Regions from separate parts of the Mus musculus genome. Here region 1 is linked to region 2. A link is a contact called in public HiChIP or PLAC-seq data. All regions are on one chromosome and are shown on one strand. The core of a region is the stretch at or near the end of the contact, and the rest is flanking DNA. Distances in the headings are between cores, read along the strand shown. Region 1 overlaps Phactr2 (phosphatase and actin regulator 2). Region 2 holds the start of Fuca2 (fucosidase, alpha-L- 2, plasma).

What was found. HiChIP or PLAC-seq counts read pairs in DNA pulled down with a chosen protein or histone mark.
Region 1: a contact with region 2 is called in an H3K4me3 HiChIP or PLAC-seq map of bone marrow-derived macrophages, with 2.5 times the contacts expected there. The contact joins the enhancer-like site here to the promoter of Fuca2 in region 2. A contact is called at or near these places in 1 of 39 promoter capture datasets (3T3-L1-derived adipocytes), 6 of 484 Hi-C or Micro-C datasets (the N1E-115 cell line, bone marrow-derived macrophages, conventional dendritic cells and 3 more), 5 of 115 datasets of contacts at active chromatin or transcription factors (CD8 T cells, the HPC-7 cell line, bone marrow-derived macrophages and 1 more) and 2 of 9 other capture datasets (adipose tissue and pancreatic islet).

The regions. Positions count from the first base shown.
Region 1 is chr10:13,452,298-13,458,782 of GRCm38.p6, reverse strand. The region is part of intron 1 of Phactr2 (phosphatase and actin regulator 2); the gene reads left to right. Among named protein-coding and RNA genes, the nearest start is that of Phactr2, 19 kb to the left of the region's middle. Within about 2 kb of position 5,217, at least 21 of the 459 cell types and tissues checked have an H3K27ac peak or open chromatin away from gene starts, as enhancers often do. A contact at or near this core is called in the HPC-7 cell line and bone marrow-derived macrophages, where this site is marked.
Region 2 is chr10:13,499,118-13,505,716 of GRCm38.p6, reverse strand. Fuca2 (fucosidase, alpha-L- 2, plasma) reads right to left here and starts at 4,689. Exons shown (of 7, transcript NM_025799.5): 1 at 4,344-4,689; 2 at 2,459-2,646. The coding sequence starts at 4,549.

The DNA.
Region 1 (6,485 bases), core at 3,968-6,467, 47 kb after region 2:
TATGTGGAGTTCCTTGATCCACTTAGATTTGATCTTGGTACAATGAGATAGGAATGGATCAATTTGTATTCTTCCCCATGTTAACTGCCAGTTCTGCCAGCACCATTTGTTGAAAATGCTGTCTTTTTTCCACCGGATGGTTTTAGCTCCCTTGTCAAAGATCAAGTGACCATAGGTGGGTGGGTTCATTTCTGGGTCTTCAATTCTATTCCACTAGTCTACTTGTCTGTTGCTATACCAGTACCATGTAGTTTTTATCACAATTGCTCTATAGTATAGCTTTAGGTCAGGCATGGTGATTCCACCAGAGGTTCTTTTATCCTTGAGAAGAGATTTTGCTATCCTAGGTTTTTTGTTATTCCAGGTGAATTTGCAGATTGCTCTTTCTAATTCGTTGAAGAATTGAGTTGGAATTTTGATGGGGATTGCATTGAATCTGTAGATTGCTTTTGGCAAGATAGCCATTTTTACAATGTTGATACTGGCAATCCATGAGCATGGGAGATCTTTCCATCTTCTGAGATCTTCTTTAATTTCTTTCATCAGAGACTTGAAGTTTTTTTCATACAGAACTTTCACTTAGTTAGAGTCACGCCAAGGTATTTTATATTATTTGTGACTATTGAGAAGGGTGTTGTATCCCTAATTTTTTTCTCAGCCTGTTTATTCTTTGTGTAGAGAAAGGCCATTGACTTGTTTGAGTTAATTTTATATCCTGCTACTTCACTGAAGCTGTTTATCAGGTTTAGGAGTTCTCTGGTGGAATTTTTAGGGTCACTTATATATACTATCATATCATCTGCAAAAAGTGATATTTTGACTTCTTCCTTTCCAATTTGTACCCTTGATCTCCTTTTGTTGTCGCATTGCTTTGGCTAGGACTTCAAGTACAATGTTGAATAGGTAGGGAGAAAGTGGGCAGCATTGTCTAGTCCCTGATTTTAGTGGGATTGCTTCCAGCTTCTCACCATTTACTTTGATGTTGGCTACTGGTTTGCTGTAGATTGCTTTTATCATGTTTAGGTATGGGCCTTGAATTCCTGATCTTTCCAAGACTTTTATGATGAATGGGTGTTGGATTTTGTCAAATGCTTTCTCCACATCTAATGAGATGATCATGTGGTTTTTGTCTTTGAGTTTGTTTATATAATGGATTACGTTAATGGATTTCCGTATATTAAACCATGCCTGCATCCCTGGAATAAAACCTACTTGGTCAGGATGGATGATTGTTTTAATGTGTTCTTGGATTCAGTTAGCGAGAATTTTATTGAGTATTTTTGCATCGATATTCATAAGGGAAATTGGTCTGAAGTTCTCTATCTTTGTTGGATCTTTCTGTGGTTTAGGTATCAGAGTTATTGTGGCTTCATAGAATGAATTGGGTAGAGTACCTTCTGCTTCTATTTTGTGGAATAGTTTGTGCAGAACTGGAATTAGATCTTCTTTGAAGGTCTGATAGAACTCTGCACTAAACCCGTCTGGTCCTGGGCTTTTTTTGGCTGGGAGACTATTAATGACTGCTTCTATTTCTTTAGGGGATATGGGACTGTTTAGATCATTAACTTGATCCTGATTTAACTTTGGTACCTGGTATCTGTCTAGAAATTTGTCCATTTCATCCAGGTTTTCCAGTTTTGTTGAATATAGCCTTTTGTAGAAGGATCTGATGGTGTTTTTTTTTTTTTCAGGATCTGTTGTTATGTCTTCCTTTTCATTTCTGATTTTGTCAATTAGGATGCTGTCCCTTTGCCCTCTAGTGAGTCTGGCTAAGGGTTTATCTATCTTGTTGATCTTCTCAAAGAACCAGCTCCTCATTTGGTTGATTCTTTGAATAGTTCTTCTTGTTTCCACTTGGTTGATTTCACCCTTGAGTTTGATTATTTCCTGCCGTCTACTCTTCTTGGGTGAATTTGCTTCCTTTTTTTCTAGAGCTTTTAGGTGTGTTGTCAAGCTGCTAATGTGTGCTCTCTCTAGTTTCTTTTTGGAGGCACTCAGAGCTATGAGTTTCCCTCTTAGAAATGCTTTCATTGTGTCCCATAGGTTTGGGTATGTTGTGGCTTCATTTTCATTAACCTCTAAAAAGTCTTTAATTTCTTTCTTTATTCCTTCCTTGACCAAGGTATCATTGAGAAGAATGTTGTTCAGTTTCCACGTGAATGTTGGCTTTCCATTATTTATGTTGTTATTGAAGATCAGCCTTAGTCCATGGTGATCTGATAGGATGCATGGGACAATTTCAATATTTTTGTATCTGTTGAGGCCTGTTTTGTGACCAATTATATGGTCAATTTTGGAGAAGGTACCATGAGGTACTGAGAAGAAGGTATATCCTTTTGTTTTAGGATAAAATGTTCTGTAGATATCTGCTAAATCCATTTGTTTCATAACTTCTGTTAGTTTCACTGTGTCCCTGTTTAGTTTCTGTTTCCACGATCTGTCGATTGATGAAAGTGGTGTGTTGAAGTCTCTCACTATTATTGTGTGAGGTGCAATGTATGCTTTGAGCTTTACTAAAGTGTCTCTAATGAATGTGGCTGCCCTTGCATTTGGAGCATAGATATTCAGAATTGAGAGTTCCTCTTGGAGGATTTTACCTTTGATGAGTATGAAGAGTCCCTCCTTGTCTTTTTTGATAACTTTGGGTTGGAAGTAGACTTTATTCGATATTAGAATGGCTACTCCAGCTTGTTTCTTCAGACCATTTGCTTGGAAAATTGTTTTCCAGCCTTTCACTCTGAGGTAGTGTCTGTCTTTTTCCCTGAGATGGGTTTCCTGTATTCAGCAGAATGTTGGGTCCTGTTTGTGTAGCCAGTCTGTTAGTCTATGTCTTTTTATGGGGGAATTGAGTCCATTGATATTAAATAAAAGTAATTGTTGCTTCCTTTTATTTTAGTTGTTAGAATTGGCATTCTGTTCTTGTGGCTGTCTTCTTTTTGGTTTGTTGAAGGATTACTTTATTGTATTTTTCTAGGGCGTGGTTTCCGTCCTTGTATTGGTTTATTTCTGTTATTATCCTTTGAAGGGCTGGATTCGTGGAAAAATAATGTGTGATTTTGGTTTTGTCGTGGAATACTTTGGTTTCTCCATCTATGGTAATTGAGAGTTTGGCCGGGTATAGTAGCCTGGGATGGCATTTGTGATCTCTTAGTGTCTGTATAACATCTGTCCAGGCTCTTCTGGCTTTCATAGTCTCTGGTGAAAAGTCTGGTGTAATTCTGATAGGCCTGCCTTTATATGTTACTTGACCTTTTTCCCTTACTGCTTTTAGTATTCTACCTTTATTTAGTGCATTTGTTGTTCTGATTATTATGTGTTGGGAGGAATTTCTTTTCTGGTCCAGTCTATTTGGAGTTCTGTAGGCTTCTTGTATGTTCATGGGTATCTCTTTCTTTAAGTTTGGGAAGTTTTCTTTTATGATTTTGTTGAAGATATTTGCTGACCCTTTAAGTTGAAAATCTTCATTCTCATCTACTCCTATTATCTGTAGGTTTGGTCTTCTCATTGTGCCCTGGATTTCCTGGATGTTTTGAGTTAGGACCTTTTTGCATTTTGCATTTTCTTTGATTGTTGTGCTGATGTTCTCTATGGAATCTTATGCATCTGAGATTCTCTCTTCCATCTCTTGTATTCTGTTTCTGACGCTTGCATCTATGGTTCCAGATTTCATTCCTAGGGTTTCTATCTCTAGCATTGCCTCGTTTTGGGTTTTCTTTATTGTGTCTACTTCACTTTTTAGGTCTAGTATGGTTTTGTTCATTTCCATCACCTGTTTGGATGTGTTTTCCTGTTTTTCTTTAAGGACTTCTACCTGTTTGGTTGTGTTTTCGTGTTTTTCTTTAAGGACTTGTAACTCTTTAGCAGTGTTCTCCTGTATTTCTTTAAGTGAGTTATTAACGTCCTTCTTGATGTCCTCTATCATCATCATCATGAGATATGCTTTTAAATACAGGTCTAACTTTTCGGGTATGTTGGGGTGCCCAGGACTGGGTGAGGTGGGAGTGCTGCATTCTGATTATGGTGAGTGGTCTTGGCTTCTGTTAGTAAGATTCTTATGTTTGCCTTTCGCCATCTGGTAATCTCTGGAGTCAGTTGTTATAGTTGTCTCTGGTTAGAACTTGTTCCTCTTGTGATTTTGTTAGTCTCTATCAGCAGACCTGGGAGACTAGCTCTCTCCTGAGTTTCATTGGTCAGAGCACTCTCTGCAGGGAAGCTCTCCTCTTGCAGGGAAGGTGCCCAGATATCTGGCGTTGGAACCTGCCTCCTGGCAGAAGTTGTGTTCCACTCACCTGAGGTCTAAGATCCTGTGGAGAGTGCTCTGGGGACCTTGGGGGTGTCTGCCAACTCTGTGCCCAAGGTGACCCTGTGCTGGGGCCAACCAGAAGGGCACATTATCATTTTTTTATTGGAGATTTCAGCCCAGCAAACTGCCACCACCAAGTGACTTTACACCCATTGGGAGTGTGACCCACTGATGCACAGTTTCAGTCTAGGACAGCTCCTCCTGTCTACATCTCTCATTTTTCTCCCTGCACAACTGGAGAAGCTTTCTTGGCTCTCAGCTTCTCTTTCTCTTGAAAAGCCCGATCAGAACCAATCAGAGTGTCTTCCCGGTGCTCCTCCCGAGCTGGCTAATCCGTGGGTCCGGAACTGTACTTCCCGGGTTCCAAATAAGGCATCTCTGCTCCTTCAGTGTTCAAGTTGATTGATGGATATTGGGTCAGGAGAAGGCCTAAGTGAAGTTGAGCCCAGAGAAGGATTTTTGTTACACCAGTGAAGGAGGCAAAAACAAACAAACAAACAAACAAACAAACAAACAAAATTAATTAATTAATTAATTAATTAATTTTAAAAAATCACATTTCTGATTTGCGTTTCTCTGATCACTGTGGACATTAGGAATGATTTGATGGTTAGCCGTTTGTGTTCTCGGCATCAGAGGTCCTTCAGTGGAATCTCTTGCATCCTTTCTTAGCTCTTGATGTCTAGAGGGTAATAAATAATCCTTTGGCTGCTCTGCGAATTGGAAGTACTTCTCTTTTTTTTCAATTGCTTTCACTTTGTTGGTTTTGTTATTCAGGAAAGAAACGAGTTTTGATGTGTGAACACACATATTTATATACATTCAGAGAGGATCTACAAACATGCCATATATGTCTATACTTTGCTTTGAAATGCCCTTCAATAAAAAAACAAAATCTTCTGGCTTTGATAACTCTTATCTTTCCTTTCTAGTGTGGGAGGCTTCCTGCCTTGCTGGTCTGCGTGCCAAACACGAGCCCACAGAGCTTAATTTTAACTCAGCAAACAGAGCTTTTCGGTCGGGTCACATTACTGGGAACACCTGTGAAATTGAGGAGCTTTTCCTGAGGGCGAGCTAGGTAGGGCATCACCTCGCTGGGAGCAAAGTTCTGGCATTGGAATCCTGGCTGTCCTGCAGATCTGGAGACATTGCTTACTCAGAAGCCCGAACTGGAGGATTTTAACACCAGCTGCTTCGGGGTTTCTTTGCCTCCCTTGCTCAAAGCTTAGCAGCATTAGCTTCAAGACAACCAGTTCAACTGACTGTTAAAGACTTATGCCCAGGAATCTCTGGTCCCTTTTTCCCTCCATAGCTCCCAACAGAGAGAGTTTATAATTGTTTTGTACAACTATCTGTTCCCCCCCTTTTTGATTCCAGTTTTTATCTTTAATTTCAGAGCTTTAATGGAAGAACAGGAAAAATATACCCCTCCATTGTAAGGCCAAAATTGACTTGGTCAGACAGACTTGTCTCCATACCATTTGAGAGACTTCTATTTCCTACTTGAGCAAGTCTTGCTGCTTTGGTACAATGTTGACATCAACGCCTACCTCCATCACCCGCCTCCCCAAAGAGATGAAATCTAATCATCACCTCAGAATGCTTTCATGACATATAATCTTGTCACAGATGCAAAAGATTTTAGGACACTTTAACGTCTAGCTTTAAAAGAAAAACCAAACCAAAACAAACCAAACAAAACACCCTGTTTTCTCAAGTTTATATTCCACGATTAATTTTTAAGAACATTAATTAAAAAAAAGAAAAGAAAAATGAGAGAAAATAAGAAATTGAACCTTTTACCCTTAGTAATTCTGCTTGCAGCATTTTGTTGAAGCAGTGAAGCAACCGTAGAGAAGAAGACGGAAACTCACGAGTTTAAAGAATTGATTTCATGAAGGGATGTGCTTGTAGATTTCTGTCAGTAGAAAATCACCAAACTCCCTTGGTTGCTCTCCACCCAGTTCCTCCAATGCTGGTCCTTCTTCACCCAAGCTATGCCCCAACCCCAGCATTCTCTAGTTCTGACTAGAATTTTGTGGTACCAGTTACAACACAATCTAATCCCAGCTCATTCTGTATTTTCTTCCTCTAAATCCACTTACTGATTTCAAGACACAAGCGCATATGGGCTTTTGTCTCCTGGTGTCCGGGATGAGAAATGAGGCAGGAAAGAGAACAG
Region 2 (6,599 bases), core at 3,440-5,939:
CCTAGTTACCACCTTGACGCTGATAAACTTCAACCCAAGAGAACACCAAAACAATTCAGAATGAACCCACAATTCACCGCCTCCCCAAACAACTGTTTCTTGGCCCGCTTTGCGTCCTGGCTTGCATGCATCTGGACCAACCAATGGGAATATAATTAATGTGAGGCTGGGGGTTTTCAGATTCTCAGGATGACTGTAAGAGCTGTACACTCCGTCTCCAGTCTCAGAAGCTGAGGTTCTTGGGGAACAGTCTAATGTCATGGTGTCTGCCACATTTCTGGCTACACCCACCAGCTGATTGTTAGCTTAGCATCTAAAGCAAAATATACACTCAACAATAGTGGTCTGTAAGAGAAGCACACCTTCCACATCTATCACACTGAGCAATGCTCGCCACTCGATTGTGCAATTCCCATGTGTCTTCTGAACCAATGGGTAAGGTCTATCGCTTGCATGGGTTTCACTACAATGTGATTCTCAGAATATTCATGAGGACAAGAAGTAAATTTCCGTGGCTTGATAATTAATTTAAATGAAGGGAGTACATTTTACCTCCCTCATTATGGTGATTTCAATATGCTTGGCTCATGTGAAGTGGCACCATAAGAGGGTGGCTTTGTTGGAATAGGTGTAGCCTTGATGGAGGAAGTGCATCGCTGCGGGGTGGGCTTTGAGGTCTCCTGTGCTGAAACACCACACAGTGTGGAATCAGAACCTCCTCCTGGCTGCATGCAGAAGAGAGTCTACTTCTGGCTGCCTTCAGATCAAGATGCAGAACTCTCCACTTCTTTGGCATCATGTCTGCCCACATGCTGCCATGTTTCCTGCCATGATGACAATGGACTGGACCTCTGAAACTGTAAGCCAGCCATGATTAAATGTTTTTCTTTATAAGAATTGCCTTGGTCATGGTGTCTCTTTGCAGCAGGGAAATCCTAACTAAGACACCCATCTTACTCTAAAGCCATAAACATGGATTTTACTCTTTAAAGTCCCCCAATATTGACCGTCCTAACAACTGAAAGGGTAAAGCAAGCAGCACACAGCATTATACAAGCACTTGGAAATAATTTGTATTTCAACAGGAATTGGCTCCTAGGTTGTTCATTATCCTATATAAAATGTTAGAAGACATAGATAACTAAGAGGCTGAAGAACTAGTATAAAGTCCATGAAAATTTCAGCACGTGCCTTGGGTCATTAAGAACTGAGGTAACATTAGCCAGGGCTTTCTGGTCTTATGGACACTGGGTGGCTATAGCAGAAAACTCTATTAATGCAGGATTTTTGTGCTACCTTAAGTTCTTTTGATGTTTCTGGGCATTATTGTAAATCTCTAACTCTTTTCCCTTGGGGCCTCTGTCTTCTTTCATCAGTAGCAACTTACCCACTGCTTGCATATCTAAAAGTTATGCACAAAGCACAGCCAACTGTGAGAGTCAAGCTTAAGGCAGCATGAGCGTAGATGCCATGATGATTTTAAAGAATGCATTCAAGAACAGAAAGGGAGCCTGACGCACACCTTTAATCCCAGCACTCAGGAGGCAGGAGAAGGTGAATCTCTGAGTTCAAGGCCAGCCTGGTCTACAGAGTGAATTCCAGGACTGCCAGGGCTACATAGAGAAACGCTGTCTCAAAACAGCAACAACAACACAGAGAGAGAGGGAGAGGGAGGGAGAGAGAAAGAACAGATGGACAGATGGACAGAAAGGAAAGTGCAACTATACTATACTCACTATATAATATATGTATGTATATAGATGGACAGATGGACAGAAAGGAAAGTGCAACTATACTATACTCACTATATATGTATGTATACACACACTCACTCACTCACTCACTCACTCACTCACTATACTCATTCTCTTCAACCAGCTTTAAATAAATCTAGTTATTTATTTAAATGATGTCTAAATTAGGGTTTCATTGCTATGAAGAGACACCATGACCAAGACAAGACTTAAAGCATTTCATTGGGGCTGGCTTACAGGTTAGAGAGAGGTTCAGTCCATTATCATCAGGACAGGAAGCACAGCAGTTTCTAGGCAGGCATGGTGCAGGAGGAGTCCAGAGTTCTACATCTCCATCCAAAGACAGTCAGGCGGGACTCCTCTGCACTGGGCATATGACCTCAAAGTCCACCCCAGCAGGAACACACTTCCTCCAGAGAGGCCACATCACCTAATAGTGCCTCTTCTCATGGGCTAAGCATATTCAAACCACCATAAATGGTTAAATGTGTACATAGAAATTGTGTCCATCTTTCCTCTCATTCTGTGAAACCAGCTGTCTGGATCCATAATGTTTCCAACTTAAGCGGAAACATCACTATCCACCTATGGCTATTCTGAGAAACCGGGTTTCACAGGACGGCCTTCCTTTAATGTCTCCATCCAAAAGAACGACCTTACATTTTCTAGCCCTTGTCAGCATATATCCTATGTGCCCTACTTACCTTCGTGATGTTTAGAAGTGAAGACCACATATTTGGCACCAGAGGCCTGGAGAATATCTGCCCACTGGTTTGCATTAAAATACTTGGCTGTAAATAGCACTACAAAATCTTCATACTTAAAACCAGGAGCATAATTATTGTTCATAAAGTCCACAAACTGGGGTTTCTTCTCCTTTTGCCAATACCACCTGTGGCAGAAAAAAGAAAGAGCACATGACCACACAAACACAGATGCTTAAAGTAATTCCTGGCTTTACCCAGCCTAGTATGAAGAATATGCACAGATTCTCTCCGCTTCTCTCTGTCCTGGTGGGTTTGCATTAAGGACAGCTTATGCAAACTGAATCTCTGGCCATATTCTCTGTCTTTTCCTTTGTGTAGTCCTCCTGTAACCCAGCCACCGATTCTCCAAATTCCCCACTTTAAGTCATGATATCATCTTTGCCTTCACACACTAGCTCACTGTGGAACTTAAGTGGCTAAGATTTCAAGACAAGACGACATACCTAAAACATAACTTGCATCGGTCCTAGTCAGTAACAGAAAACATTTTGGGTAGATAGGGAGAAACATTTCCAAGGGCCGGGCAGTTCCCACAGTTGGCACGGCCTTTGCCTGCCTGAGATTAGATTCAAAGCCCTCACAGGCAGCAAGCAGCTTGTCGTCTATCAGACCCAAAGTCACATGCCTACTTCAGAAACATCCCTCACCGCAACCCATGCTGGCTGGTGGATCAGACAGATAATGGGATCTCCTAGTGAAGAGAGAAGCTGGCTTTCAGGTTAGCGATAGTTAAAGAGTGAACAAGTTTGTGTTGCCTGTCTACCGTCATGTGACTATGAAGATACTGTGGGGTAATATATCTCTATTATTGCCCCTTTGCTCTGCTTTGGGTTTTTGATGCTTTAGCATTCAAGGATCTTCACGTCATAGCTGAACCAGGAAGCATTTATTGTAAATTTTCTGATTTTCTTTTTAATTACATGTGTGCGTGTGTGTAGGCGTGTGCATGTGAGGGGGGGGCTTTGGGAGCACGAACCCCCCCCCCCGGAACCAGAATGACCAGATGGTTGTGAGCCTCCCAGGGCGGGTGTGAGGAGTCAGACTAAGGTCCTCTACAAGAGCAGTGTCTTAGTTAAGAGTCTTACTGCTGTGAACAGACATCATGACCAGGGCAGCTCTTATAAGGACAACATTTAATTGGGGCTGGCTTACAGGTTCAGAGGTTCTGTTCATTATCATCAAGGTAGAAAGCATTGCATGGTACAGGAGGAGCTGAGAGCTCTACATCTTCATCTGAAGGCTGCTAGCAGAATACTGGCTTCCAGGTAGCTAGGATGAGGGTCTTAAATCCCACACCCACAGTGACACACCTATTCTAACACGGCCACACTTTCTAATAGTGCCACTCCCTGGGCCGAGCATATACAAATCACAAGCAGTATGGGCCCTTAACCAGTGAGAAATTTCACCAGCCCTTTTGAAAATTCTTCAAATTCTGGGACTGGTACTCCCTCAATCACGCAGGCATTGCCACTGCTATAGGGAGGCCCACCTGCAGAGTGCCTAAGAACTCCGGTGTGAGTTTGTGTGTGTGTGTGTGTGTGTGTGTGTGTGTGTGTGAGAGAGAGAGAGAGAGAGAGAGAGAGAGAGAGAGACAGAGAGACAGAGAGAGAGAGACAGAGAGAGAGAGACAGACAGAGACAGAGACAGACAGAGACAGAGACAGACAGAGACAGAGAGAGACAGAGACTGCCACTGTCTGGGGTGACATAAAGCCCAGTGTGAGTGTGTGTGTGTGTGTGTGTGTGTGTGTGTGTGTGCGCCCGCGCGCGCGCGCGCCCGCGTCCGTGCCCGAGCCCTTTGGGCAAAGGTATGCACTTACCAGAACCATTCACTACCAAAGCTGGGCACGGAGAACACTCCCCAGTGGATAAAGATGCCGAACTTGGCCTGGTCGAACCAGGCTGGCAGCGGGCGTCTGTCCAGAGATTCCCAAGTGGGGTCATAGCTAAGGGCTCTCGTGACCCCCCAAGGCCTCAGGAGCGGCAGCAGCAGCAGCGGCAGAAGCATCAGGAACCCCAGGCGCATGCGCGCCAGCCTGGGATCCTCGGGGGAACCGCCAGTCACCAGGGAAGCCGGGAACCTTCTCTGTCAGCCGCAGAAGCTGCCTAGCGCTGGCCTTCCGGCTTCTGCTAAGTGTACCCTGCTCCTGTCACCTGACCCAGACCGGTTTGGTCAGATGACTACTGTGATCTGGAGTAGGGAGTGGCCAGGAGTTTTAATGAGCTCTGGTTACTTAAGGACCCCAAGAAGGTTGCATTACTCAGGTGCACAACCAAGGAAGTCAGTTTTTGCCCACCCTCCTCATTTTTAACAGCCCTTGGCTCTGTTTCCCAGTCAGATCTGATCTACTTAGCCAAGACGCCCGGTTTGTCTGCTGTGAGACAAAAACCTAAAGGATGGTCTTTGACCCACGACCTCCCTCCCCAAGGACTCCTAACAGAAAACTCTCAAGAGGTCACCTCGACCACCAGGCCCTGGTGGCTTTATGTGTCAGAGCTGTCTGCCCTACCGTGGGACTGGAGCCTGAGACAGGAACTTCGTGGGCTGCTCAGGGCTTTTGAGGAAGCTCCCATGGCTCTCAGCCTTTGGGTCTGCCTCTGCCATCCTCGAATTTGTAGCCGATGAAATCCCAAAGTTTGGGTTCAGCCAATCTGGGTTCGGGTCCAAGATTTTACATTTCTACTCAGGCTCTTGTTATTTCTGACTTTGGTTGTTGGTGGAACAAACTTTTCTGAGAAACTGCGTTAGGAAATAAGGCAATCTTAGTTGAATGAATGTTTAAGAAGTTTGTATAGAAGGAGGGTTTGGGAACCTGCTGGGGTGGCTGAGTGCTTGCCTAGAATGCAATAAAACCAGAGTAGTGGTCAACACAGCAGTGTGGAAACAGAAACAGGAGAATCAGAGTTCAAGGTCATCTTCGACTACATAGAGAGCTACATGAGACGCTGTCTCAAAAATCAGGAAGGAAAAAAAGGAGAGGAAGGAGGGTTGGAGGGAGGAAAGGAGGGAGGGAATGAAAGTACGATCTGGGAGCCGTAGTTCAGTAATAAATGTCCTAGAGCTGTGTGTGTGTGTGTGTGAGAGAGAGAGAGAGAGAGAGAGAGAGAGAGAGAGAGAGAGAGACGGAGACAGAGACAGAGAGACAGAGAGAGACAGAGAGACAGAGAGAGACAGAGAGACAGAGAGAGAGGAACCTTCAGGTAGACTTAAAGAAAAGGAGCCAGTCACTTAGAATAATCATCAAAGTTACATCTTCAGGAACTGTATCCTAAAGTTATTTAAATGCCATTGGCCTAAAGCCGGAATCTCTACTGCTTCCGCTTTGGCAAAACCCTTATCCTTTTGTGGTACATTTCAAATGCCACCTCCTCCAGGATGCTCTGTGCCATAACCACCCCTCCCCCAATAACATCCCACTTCCTCCCAAGTGCCTCCATAGGACACCGTATCCTAACCACTAACACAGGAGTCCACAGGTGGTTTCAGAGTTGGCTGGCTAGAGATCCCAATCGCCTTAGACTGTGAGTTCCTTAAGAACACTTACAATCTCTTCCTGGGTGCCATGCTTTTCAGGGCAGCAGAGCCTGGCACAGAGCAACACTTACAATGTGTTTTCTGGAGTTGTCAGTGTACTGCAGTTCTCCTTGCTGAATGAACCAAGACGGAAGTGACACTAAGTAACTGTTGCTTGTGGTTCCCTCTTCTGCACAGCTAGGAGCAACAGAAGCCACTGTCTCCCCACATGTGTCTCACCAGGACCCCAGCACCACCATAAGAGACCTGGCAGAAGCAACTTACAGAAAGAAAGGTTTCCTTTGACTTAATGTCACAGTGTGTCTGTTGTGGGAGTAAAGGAGGTGGCAGGGGCATGGCTCCTGGAAACACTGTATCCTCAGCCAGCAAGTGGACAGCCATTAATGCTCAGTTCATTATCTCCTTTTAATTTTTCTCTCAGACCTCAACCTACTGTATGGTACCACTCACAATTACCACAGGTTTCTCACTGCAGTGTTTTGAAGAATAGCCCCCATTGGGTCAAATGTTTGAATGCTTAGTCCACCGTCAGTGAAACTGC